2 separate regions of the Mus musculus genome follow, and region 1 is linked to region 2. The links are chromatin contacts, called in public HiChIP or PLAC-seq maps. All regions are on one chromosome and are shown on one strand. The core of a region is the stretch at or near the end of the contact, and the rest is flanking DNA. Distances in the headings are between cores, read along the strand shown.

Evidence for each region. HiChIP or PLAC-seq counts read pairs in DNA pulled down with a chosen protein or histone mark.
Region 1: an H3K27ac HiChIP or PLAC-seq map of bone marrow-derived dendritic cells shows a contact between it and region 2, with 2.6 times the contacts expected there. The contact joins the promoter of Anxa4 here to the promoter of 2310040G24Rik in region 2. A contact is called at or near these places in 5 of 115 datasets of contacts at active chromatin or transcription factors (bone marrow-derived dendritic cells, bone marrow-derived macrophages, embryonic stem cells and 2 more).

Annotation. Positions count from the first base shown.
Region 1 is chr6:86,790,841-86,796,494 of GRCm38.p6, reverse strand. Anxa4 (annexin A4) reads left to right here and starts at 2,911. Exons shown (of 13, transcript NM_013471.2): 1 at 2,911-2,986.
Region 2 is chr6:86,485,020-86,490,646 of GRCm38.p6, reverse strand. It overlaps 2310040G24Rik (RIKEN cDNA 2310040G24 gene), which reads left to right and starts at 2,420. Exons shown (of 2, transcript NR_040293.1): 1 at 2,420-2,645.

The sequences.
Region 1 (5,654 bases), core at 1,662-4,161, 310 kb before region 2:
GCTTCACCACCAAGCTACATCCCTGGGACTATTGATAGGTTTTTGGTTTTTTTTTTATTGTTTCTTTGAGACAGGGGTTCATGTATCCCAGGCTGGCCTTGAACTTGCGATGTACCCGAGGATGATCCTGAATTCCTGATCCTTCTGTTCTACCTCCCAAGTGCTGGGATTACAGGTGTGTACCACCAAGCCCAGTTTTGTTGTGGGAAAAAAAAGTCTACTCTTGCTTTCATTCAACTTCAGGAAAATCTGAAGTAAATACTGTTAGGTCTCAAACCCTGGGGCACACAGCTGAGGTGCCTACCTAACACATTAAAGTAAACTGGGGGGCCAGGTCCTCCCTGCACCCCTCAAACCCTGCCTGTTAGAAGGTCTTCCTGGCAGGCACACCCTATCCTCTACTCTGAATTCTCCAGCCCAGGGGTTGGGTGCCTTTTCCTGTATAATCCAACCTTTTGATTACTCTGCTCTCTTCTGGGCAACCTGGACGCTGCACCTAGTTCTCCTCTCTTACTTCTCCCCCTCTCTCCACATGGCTCAGGGTCCTGTCCACTCTGACACTGGCTATGCTCTCCCACATACCATACCTATAATAAACTTACTCCTCCACCATACCTAGGAGCTGTCATGTTCTTTCCTTATTATTTTTTCTTTTCCTTTTTCTTTTATTTTTTTCATTCATCTGCTACTGAAACCTGGGCGTGACATAGATGAGTTCCCTCCCCTAAGGAACTCCTCCCAATCAAGCCTGCTGCTGATCTGACTCTCCTAAGGTATGCCATCCAGGAGGGTGCCTGACACAGGTCGGGACAGGCAGGATGCAGTGAGAACATGGCAGCCAGCGTCTGTTAAGTAACTTGGCCATTTGTTCTGGGCTTGAAATCTAACAGATATGTGTATTTATTTTGGTATTTAAAAATGTGTATGGGTGTTTTTGTCTGTATGCATGCATGCCTGTGCACCACTTGCATGCCTGATGCCCATGGAGACCAGAGGAGATTGTTAGATCTCTTGGAACTGGAGTTAAAGATGGTTGTGAACCACCATGTGGGTGCTGGGAATTGAACCTGGGATCCTCTAGAAGAGCAGTCTGTGCTCTTTTCATTCATTTATATATATATATTCTTCGAGACAGGGCTTTTCTGTGTAGCCCTGGCTGTCCTGGAACTCACTCTGTAGACCAGGCTGACCTTGAACTCAGAAATCTGCCTGCCTCTGCCTCCCAAGGGCTGGGATCAAAGGCGTGCGCCACCACTGCCTGGCGCTCTTCTCATATTTATAAAAAAATTATTGTTTTACTTTATGTATACAAGTACTTTGTCTGCAAGTGTGCAGGTACATCATGTGTGTGCCTGGTGGTGCCTAATTTTGATATCTTTAGTGTGAAGTCTGAGTCCTTAAGTTGAACAGCTCTATTCATTGTTTTGTCGCTCTGGGTTAGATCAGGTCCCCAGAAGTAAGACAAGATGCAGATGCCCTGTTAGTGCACTCCTGGGCATTCCCAGGAGAGCCTGCCATCTGTTGGAAGAAGTCGCATGTCACCTGTCAGAGCTCAGAAAGAGTCAAGACTCCTACTGGAGGTCAGCCCTTCCCTGATCCCAGACCTCAGATCCCAGATGAGCCTGGGTCAGATGGAGTCCTGGCCTTTGTTTCCCATAAAAGACTCAGGTGGGGACTAGCACTGAGTCTTCCCCGAAGACAGGTCTTCAATTCCCAGCAGCCAAGGGATCCTATGCTGGTGTGTAGACATACAGACAGACAAAAATCTGTACACATAAAATAAGTAAAATGCACACGTATTTATATGTAATAGTAAAAGCCTCTGTCTGTGGCTTCCCTACCTGGGCTAGGGCAGACTTTGGGAGAAGTGACATCAGAGGCCTGTGGCCTGGTTGCACTTGCTATAAAGATCAGCTTAGCTGTGGGCTAACTACAGTTCCTAGACACTAACCTTTATCCACCCCCCACCCCACCTCCCCTGCATGTAATTACTTTTAAAAGGATACAATAGTCTTGAATCTTCATTTTGTCCTTCCTATTACCATGATTAATTTTGTCTTCCCTTGTGGAAGCTTAGAAACATATAGACTTTGGAACATGAAAAAACAGGCCCAAGTCTAGATCAGCCTTCCTCCTCCTGACCCCCTCAGCCTTCCTCCTCCTGACCACACAATAAGCCACCTCCTCTAGCTACAGTTGCTGATACAATTTAAAATAATGACCACCTAGGTTTTGGTTGGCTAGAGAGCAAACACTGCCCAAAGCGACCCATTCTTTGTTAAATGAAATTGGAGGTTGCCTGTGGAGCCTCTGTTGCCTGCACCTGCCTCTGTTCTTCAAGCATTCATTATCCTTGTAGCAAGAGGCATGTGCCTCCGTGTCCAGCAAGGAGCCAGAACCAGGCTGGCTAGCAACCAAGAAATGCTTCAGTTGGAAGTTTAGTGGGAAACCCAGAGTTGCTTCTAACCCCGGTCCCAACGGTGACCTGTACCTGTCTCCGAGAACCCTTCCCCTGACTTTGAGGATTGCATCTGTCTTCTTTAAGGGAGGCGTGCAACTGCTGAGAATTTTCTGGAACGTATGTTATAATGTGAAAGGAGGACATGGACTGTGTCCTCAGATGTCACGTTCTGATTTTTCAAGTTACACTCTAGACTGGAGCGCCGAGGCCCCAAGTACGTTGTGCGACCCCAGCAGGACGCGAGGCTGAGACCCTGGGAGTCTGGTTGTGCAGGGTCAGGGTCCTGAGTGGGCTCGCTGTCCTCAGTGGGGTTAAAGGCCGAGTGCGTGATCTGCCTCAGGCCCCTCCTGGTGCTGGGGGCGATTCTCGTGCTCTAGCTGCGCTTCTCCGGGGAGGGACTTTCCTGTGGGCAAAGGGACAACCAGGAACTTGGGCTCAGTCTCCACCCCGAGACTGGGCGGGTCCTATCGGCCGGGACGAGGGTGTGGCATTCGCCGTAGTCTAGAGCCTTTCTCCGCACCAGAGGTAAGGGGCTTAGGGCAGTGGTCCGGACCTCCGCCGCGGGCTCTGGGGTCTGGGTGTGGGTCCTAGGCTCCGGGCAGGTGTCCTAGGCTCGGACCTGGAGATCTAGACTTCATTTGGGGAATCCTAGGCTGGGTCGCAGCTGGGGCCTGGAAACCTGAACTTAACCTCGGGATCCTGGGCTCGCCCGCTGTCCTAGGCTTGGACCTGGGAATCTTGGGCTCCTGCCGGTTGTCCTAGACTGTGGCTGGGGATCTTGGGCTCAGGGACCGGGTGCTGTGACCAGAGGCGGGTTCTTTGGGCCACTTGGCTCCGCGCCCTGGAAGCGTGAGGTCCCGGACCGGAGCAGCCACCTGGGAAACGTGGGGAGGAGCAGGCAGTGCCGCACGGTGCACAGCACTCCTGCAGTCCTTTGCTGAGTCAAAGCCCCCCCGGGACTCCGCACTGAGGATAAGCCACTGAGTTAACATTCTCTGAAGCTCACTCCAGCACTACTTGTGTTGCCTTTTCTTTTTGCAAGTAAGTTTGCTTTCTCGTCTTCTTAGGGCGCTCCTCGCCTCTCTTGTAGCGAACGGTCTCCACACAGTGCCTGGCGCCCAGGAATCATCTTATTCTTAGTTTTTATTCTGTGTCTGCCTGTGTCTACATTTTAACTTAGTCCTCGGTGCTTTGACCAGTTGGAGACTTTGGCGCCTAAGACAATTGGCGGTTTAACACTTTGCTGGCTCAATGTGCACCTCAAGGGTATGAAAGCCTCCATTTACTGGAGGAGCACTCTGGGCCTTAAGCAACTGCGCCTTTCATTAAAACTGGGCACTTTAGTGGATGGTGGAAGGATGGATAGGATGGCCGGTTGTTACCTATCCCTCTGCCCATCATTCCCAGACTCACTGTTTCCTTAGGTGGGAAGCAACTCCATTTATGGCCGTGAGTCCCTAGAGAACGGAGGAGAGAAGAACAAGAAGAGAGGACCAGGCATATATTCAGTTGATAGCGTGCCCCCAGCACACCAGAAGCCTTGGGTTTTATCCTTGGCTCCAAATAAATCAGGTGTACGTTTGCCTTTGAGGACAGTTTGGAGAAAATGACAGTCCCAACCCAAGCAACACCCTTTTGGAAGCTTCCCGTTTTAGATTTAAAAGGAATAGAATCTCATACTTCAGGACAATCGGTAGTTCAGGGTAATATTGGAGGGTAGTCTGGACTATTCGAGATCTGGCCTTCAAAAAAAGAAAGACCCAGCCAACAAAAAACCAAAACCAACACAAGAGTAGTAGGTAGGGGCTGGAGGTCTTGGTTCAAGAACACTCGATGCTCCCAGTACCCACTCCAGATGGCTCCCAACTGCCTGAAGCTCCAGATCCAGGGTGTCTGACACCCCATTGTGGGCTTGGAGAACACACACACACACACACACACACACACACAATTAATTAATTTAATGCTTTTGTAAAGAGTGTGCAGGAGAGGTTGAAAACTAGATTGAGATTACCACAGCCACTTGAGAGCCACTAACTTCAGTGATGGCCATTTTGCCAAAGCCAGTCAACTCAGCTTTCTGTTGATTTCAGGGCACACACACACACACACACACACACACACATGTACACTCACCCAGTGGTCCTAGAGACACAGAGCTATTAGGGAAAGGGTGATGATTTCCTCCTAGCTGGAGTCCCTGCTTTGGTCAGGGATCTTCTTTTTCTCTGAAAGCAGTCTGGAGATTAACAGGTCAAGCTGTGCCTGCCAGCCATCAGTACCCACAGGGTGAGCCTCTTGGTCCTCCCTCAGCCATCAGTGCCCACAGGGCAAGCCTCTTGGTCCTACAGCCCTACATCCCAGGGCACATTGCTTTGTCTGTGACCAGCCAATCCTTTCTTTTCCTGATCTTGCTTGCATAGTTGTAGGCTACCCTGATCCTCTCCAAGAGAGAGCAAGGTGAGGGGTCTGCACTGGAGATGGGTCATGTGTCAGGGAATGGGGGAAGCTACAGAGTGAGTAAGCAGATTTTTCTTTAAGTGTCAGTTTCACCCAATTACTCAACTAAAACCATGTTTTACATTTAAATTGTAGGGAAAATTGGGAGGAGAGCCCTTAAAAGTGTATTCTTTATTTTATCTTCGAATTTGAGATAGGGTCTAAGGTAGCCCAGGCTGGCCTCAAACTTCCTGTATAGCCAAGGATGTACTCGAACTTCTGATCCTATTGTCTCTGCTCCTGAATGCTGGGATTATAGATTATAGATTATTATAGATTATAGATGTAAGGAACCATGCCTAAGCTTATGGAGTGCAGAGGATCCAACCCAGGGCCTTGTGCAGGCTAGGTAACTCTCCCAACTGAGCTACGTCTCTAGCCACCAAAATTACATACCTTTTAAGCTTTTTTTTTCAAAGAGGTGTTGCTTGGGTTTGGGGCTGCCATTTTCTCCAAACCTTGGTGGTTTGTTCTCTTGCAGTATGGAGGGAGTTTAACAGGCACTGAGATGGTCTCCTCAGAGTGTCTTTGAGTAGTGATCAGCTTAATCACATTATTCTAATTCTCCTCAGCCTGGAATGGGCTCATAACCTGGTCCAGTTGAAGATGCAAGGCTTCAAGTCCCGGCCCTCCAAAGTGAGGTGAGGCTCAAGTCCAACTGAGACTCTGGACTTGGTTCACAGTGAGCTGTGGA
Region 2 (5,627 bases), core at 1,171-3,670:
AAAAGAGCCCAGAACTGGTGCTGCTTATATAGGCCTAGGAGAGGCGTGTCTCACACCCGGATTGGTTATGCTTTCTACCTCATTTGCATGTCCCACATCCTATTGATTATACTCTCTCAGTACCTCACAAAACCTCATTAACATACCTCATTTGCATGTCTCACATCTGATTGGTTATACTCTCAAAACCTTATTATCATGCCCGGGCCAGGCAGTGTCTTGGCAAGAAACTTTACTGCATATGTACACATTGGTTGTTTCCCAAACTTATGCATGGTGGCCAGTGGTAGCCAGCGCCACCCTGCAACGGCACATGTGGCTCACTATGTAATGTTAGAACTATGTATGCCTGGGACTATGTGGGTCTTGAGGTCACAGAATATCTCCTGTCCCTGCCTCTCTGTGATTAAAACTCTGTGATTAAAGGTGTGCACCACTAGAGTGAGCAGATACATCAGGCTGAGGTAAGTTCCCCCTCTTAGGGGTGGCAGAGGCTCAGGTCTCTGTTAGGCTTCCTCTTTTGGAAGCAGAACTTGCTGAGCCCAGGAAGGGTGTATTCCAGGACCCTGTTGCTCTGTTAGCAGCTGAGCCCTGGAACCAGTGCTGTACAGTCGGTGCAGTACCTGCCTGGTGAAGGTAGCATTAAACAACCAGGGCAAAAGGGGATGGGGAGAACATGATAGCTCACTGGGTAACAGACCCTGACACCAAGCCTTCAAAAAAAGGAGGCAGAGCCGTGCAAATGTCTGTGAGTTCAAGACCAGCCTTGGTTGCATAGTAAGTTCAGGTCAGTCAGGGTTACATGTAATGTGTTCCTATCTAAATAAAAAAATATTGATCTTTAAAATGGCTAGTTGAAATTAAAAACAAAACAAAACAGGGCTAGCAAGGTGGCTCAGTGTCAAGGGACTTGCTGAGCATGCCTGGAGAGCTGAACTCAGCCCCCGGACGGCATGTAAAGGGGGGAGAACCGACCCAGAGTTATTCTCTGGCCCCTACATGTGTTGGTACCCACCCACAATAATAAATCATTTTTATTATTTTGTCTATTTTTAAAAAGAATTTATTTATCTTATTTATATGAGTATACTGTAGCCTTCTTCAGACACACACCAGAAGAGGGCACCAGATCCCCATTATAGATGATTGTGAGCCACCATGTGGTTGCTGGGAATTGAACTCAGGACCTCTGGAAGAGCAGGTGGTGCTCTCAACCTCTGAGCCATCTCTTCAGCCCCTTATTTTGTCTATTTATTTTGTTTTTTTAAGACAGGGTTTCTCTGTATAGTCCTGGGTATCCTGGAACTCACTCTGTCAACCAGGCTGGTCTTGAACTCAGAGCTCTGCCTCTCTGCCTTGTGACTGACAGGAGAGTGCTGGGGTTAAAGTCCTATGCCTCCTTGTCCCTCTGTTTTGTTTTAGTTTCTTATTTAAATTTATTTATTTAATTATTTATTTGGTTTTTCTAGACAGAGTTTCTCTGTATATCCCTGGCTGTCCTGGAACTCACTTTGTAGACCAGGCTGGCCTCAAACTCAGAAATCCGCCTGCCTCTGCTTCCCAAGTGCTGGGATTAAAGGCATGCGCCACCATGCCCGGCCTAAAATTATTTATTTTTAAACTGGGGCATGTCTTTAACCCCAGCACTTGGGAGGCAGAGGCAGGCAGATCTCTGTGAGTTCCAGGACAGCCTGGTCTACAGAGTGAATTCCAGGTCAGCCAGGGCTAAACAGAGAAACCCTGTCTTGAAAAACCAAATCAAATCAAACTAAACCAAACTAAACCAAAACAAACAAACAAACAAACCCAACAACAGCAACCTCAGCAAACCCCAGCAAGATGAAAAAAAGGAAATAAAACAAAATGAAGGAGCTAGAGAGATGGCTCAGTGGTTAGGAACCATCCTCTGCTCTTCCAGAGGTCCTGAGTTCAATTCCCAACAACCACATGGTGGCTCACAACCGTCATCTGTAAAGTGATCAGATGTCCTCTCCTGGTGTAACTCAATACAGCTACAATGTACTGATATACAAATAATAATAATAATAAATAAATAATTCTTTTAAAAATATGAAGAACTCAGAAATGAAATATGGGGCAAGGCCCACATCCTATCCTAGGGCTCCAATGCTCTAGGCCAGAGCAATAAACGAAAGTCCACCTCCTGGAACCCAGGGGCTCTTCCTTGGATTGTTTGCTATTTGGGGACTGGCTCAACAACCAATGGTTTGATAAGAGGTGGATAGGGCATTGTGAGGGACAGTCAGGCTGGTGCTTTGACCTGGCAAGGTGACAAGTGAGTCCCACAGGATCCCTTAGTCAAGGTAGTTTGGCAGCAGAGCCTGCAGAGGACAGCCAGAGAGAGCAGGTGCCTTTGAGACGCTGCAGTCGCTGCCAAGCAAACTCTATCTTTTCTGCTGCCGTCCCTGGGGAGGGAAGCCAGTGGTTAGCAGACAGGACTTCTGTCTGTCCCTTTACATGGGCACACAGTAACCAAGCAATTACAAAGGATTGTTAAACTGTGCAGCAGATGGAAGAAGAGGAAGCTAAGGCAGCGTCTCTCCTTACTAAGAATAAAACTGGAAGCGTGAGAGAGGCTCAGCTAACCAAGTTTCTGCAAGAGGAGGCGTTCAGGGCCCAAGCAGGTCAGCACGTGGTCCAGGTTGGTGCTCCTGTAAGGAGAAAGTCGGGATGAGTGAGGCCAGAGCCTGCAGGGAGCCCGTCTGGCCAAGAATCACTATGGGGTGCTCTGGCTGCGGGTTGGCGGCAGGCATCTTGCAGGCCTGTGATGCAAGACCAGGAAACAAAGGGATTGGGACACCGGTGGCCTCCGTCCTCACTAAAGCTACTTGGTAAGAGCTAAGAGCAGAAGGCAGGGGGCAGAGTGCCCGCCTGCAAACTAAAGTAAACACCACAACTTCGTGTGGTGTGCCTGAGAAACTGGATGGTGTGTGAGCTATATCACTGTGTGATGTGCGCCTGCAGGCAGTGTTTGTGTGTGTACTCTGTTGTGGGGCCTCACGGAGGGTGTGCAGGCACTGCATGTTTGCCATGAGGCCCTCTTCGTGCTCACAGAGGGACAGTGGGGGCGGAGGAAGAGGGGTTCCCAACGCTCCCTGAGTAAACACGGTAGTACAAAGCCAGACCAGCACGCTCTGTGCAGTAAGTCTGGGACCTAGCAACTCCGCCTTAAGCAGACAAAGACGTTTGCGCCTGCGCTGTGCCCTCCCAGGCCCGCCCCAGCTCAGCAACCTCCTTTCCTCCATGCCCATTTGTTGCTCACTTCCCTTTTCTTGCTCTTGCCTCTACCTCCAGGAATTTGCCCAGTCAACATAGTGTGTGTAAGCAGGAGCTTGGATACTCGTCCTTGCTCAGGCGCGTCTTGCTTAGCCCAGTGTTTTATCTATGTTGTAACATTTGATAAGAGCATTCCTTAAAAAACAAACAAACAAACAAATATATAGTGGCAAACCTCCTGATGTGGGCACAGGCCAGAAATCCCAGCACTTGGGAAGTGGAGACAGGCAGATATAAAGTTTACATTTCTGCTCCAGAAGTTGAGGGCCAGATCCTTTCTTAAAAGGCAAAAAAGGGTGGTTGGTGAGATAGCTCAGGGGTTAAGAGCACTGACTGCTCTTCCGGAGGTTGTGAGTTTAAATCCCAGCAAGGACATGGTGGCTCACAACCACCCGTAATGAGATCTGAAGATAGCTACAGTGTACTTACATATAATAAATAAATAAAATCTTTTAAAAAAAAAGGTAAACAAAGTAAAAGGAAGGCTGAGGGATAAGAGAAGAGCCCTCGGTTTAATTCCCTGTGTGGAAAAGAAATAAGTGAATAAATAGATAATGTAAAAACAAAAGATCCTTTCCTTTGGGCTACCAAGGTGGCTCTGTAGCAGAACTACAAGCCAGAGAACCTGAGTTCGATCCCAGGAGCTCCTGTAAGGGAAAATGCATGAAGTCATGTTTCGCATTCCTGCAGTCGCATGCACTCATATACACACCCTCATCCACACTCAATAATGAGAATGGCAAAAATAAAGTTATTTTTAAAATATTTTACTTGATGCTCCAAAACTTATTTTAACATGTAACTAATTTACATGCAAAACCAACTTGGCACGTGTTCTTTATCTTTTGTACTTGGTTCAGTAAAATCAGGCTGGCCACATTTCAAGTGCTCAGTGACCATGTGTGCATGCGAACTGGACTGAACAGGGCTGGAGCCTAGAATGTGGATGCTGGACAGATCTGGAATCCTAACTCACATATATTCCTCAGTCCCTTACTAGGCTGTGTGACCCTGCAAGTTACAGCCTCCTCCCCCTCCTCCTCCTCCTCCTCCTCCTTCTTCTTCTTCTTCCTTTCTTTTTCTCTTTACTTACTTTTTTATGTCTAAAGACTAGCATGGTCTCAATTCACTGAGTCTCGAATAATTCATCAGGATAGGTGGCTTAGTCAAGCGTAACAAAGGCTCTGTCCTTCCAGGGCTGATGGAAACCCTGCCAAGGGTTTGAGCAGCTGTGGCAGGAACTGGAACCCGGATGGAGTTTCTTTGGATGGAGACTCCAGTAGAGGCCACAGTAACCCATCCTGCCTTCATAAGTCCAAGGATGGAAAAGAACGCCGGCCCCCCCCCCCCTTTTCTTTGCTTCTCTCTTTTTGTATGGTACTGGGAACTGAAGCCAGGGCTTTGGACATGCTGGGTAAGCACTCTACACGCGCCTGTCCGCCCACCTATTTCTTGTTACTTTGTTGTTTGTTTGCTTTTGAGACAAGGGCTCAAGTATCCCAGGCTAGTTTCAAACCTACCACGTAGCTGAGAATGACTGTGAACTCTTGGTCCTCCTGCCTCCACTTCCAAAATACTGAGACTACAAGTGTGCACCACGACGCCAGGCTTATGCAGTGAACTCTGCCAATGATGTTGCATCTTCAGCTGCTTCCATGTTTTGATCAACAAAATGGAAATAATACTCACTTTATAGGGCAAATCTGAGGGTAACCGCCTGAAGCACTTTGTAGACCAGGCTGGCCTCAAACTCAGAAATCTGCCTGCCTCTGCCTCCCAAGTGCTGGGACTAAAGGCGTGCGCCACCACCGCCCAGCAATGCCTTTTCTTTTTAATGACTTATTTAATTTTATGTGCATTGGTATTTTGCTTGCATGTATGTCTGTGTGAGGGTATCTGATCGCCTGGAACTGGAGTTACAGAGAGTTGTGAGCTTCCATGTGAATGCTAGGAATTAAACCTGGGTTTTCTGGAAGAACATTTACTTGGTAGGGTGCTTGCCTGGCATATCCAAGCCCAAGGTTCAGTTCCCAGCCCTAAAAAACTGAAAGGGAGGGGGCTGGAGAGATGGTTCAGCACTTAAGAGCACTGACTGCTCTTCTGGAGGTCCTGAGTTCAAATCCTAGCAACCACATGGTGGCATTACAACCATGAGTTCTGATGCCCTCTTCTGGAGTGTCTGAAGACAGCTACAGTGTGCTTACATATAATAAATAAATCATTGGTGGGAGCAAGCAGGGCCAGAGTGAGAAGAAAAAAAAAAGAAAGAAAGAAAAAAAATTGAAAGGGAGAAAGGTTGAGAATCCTAGGAATTGGAAAGACTTATAGGA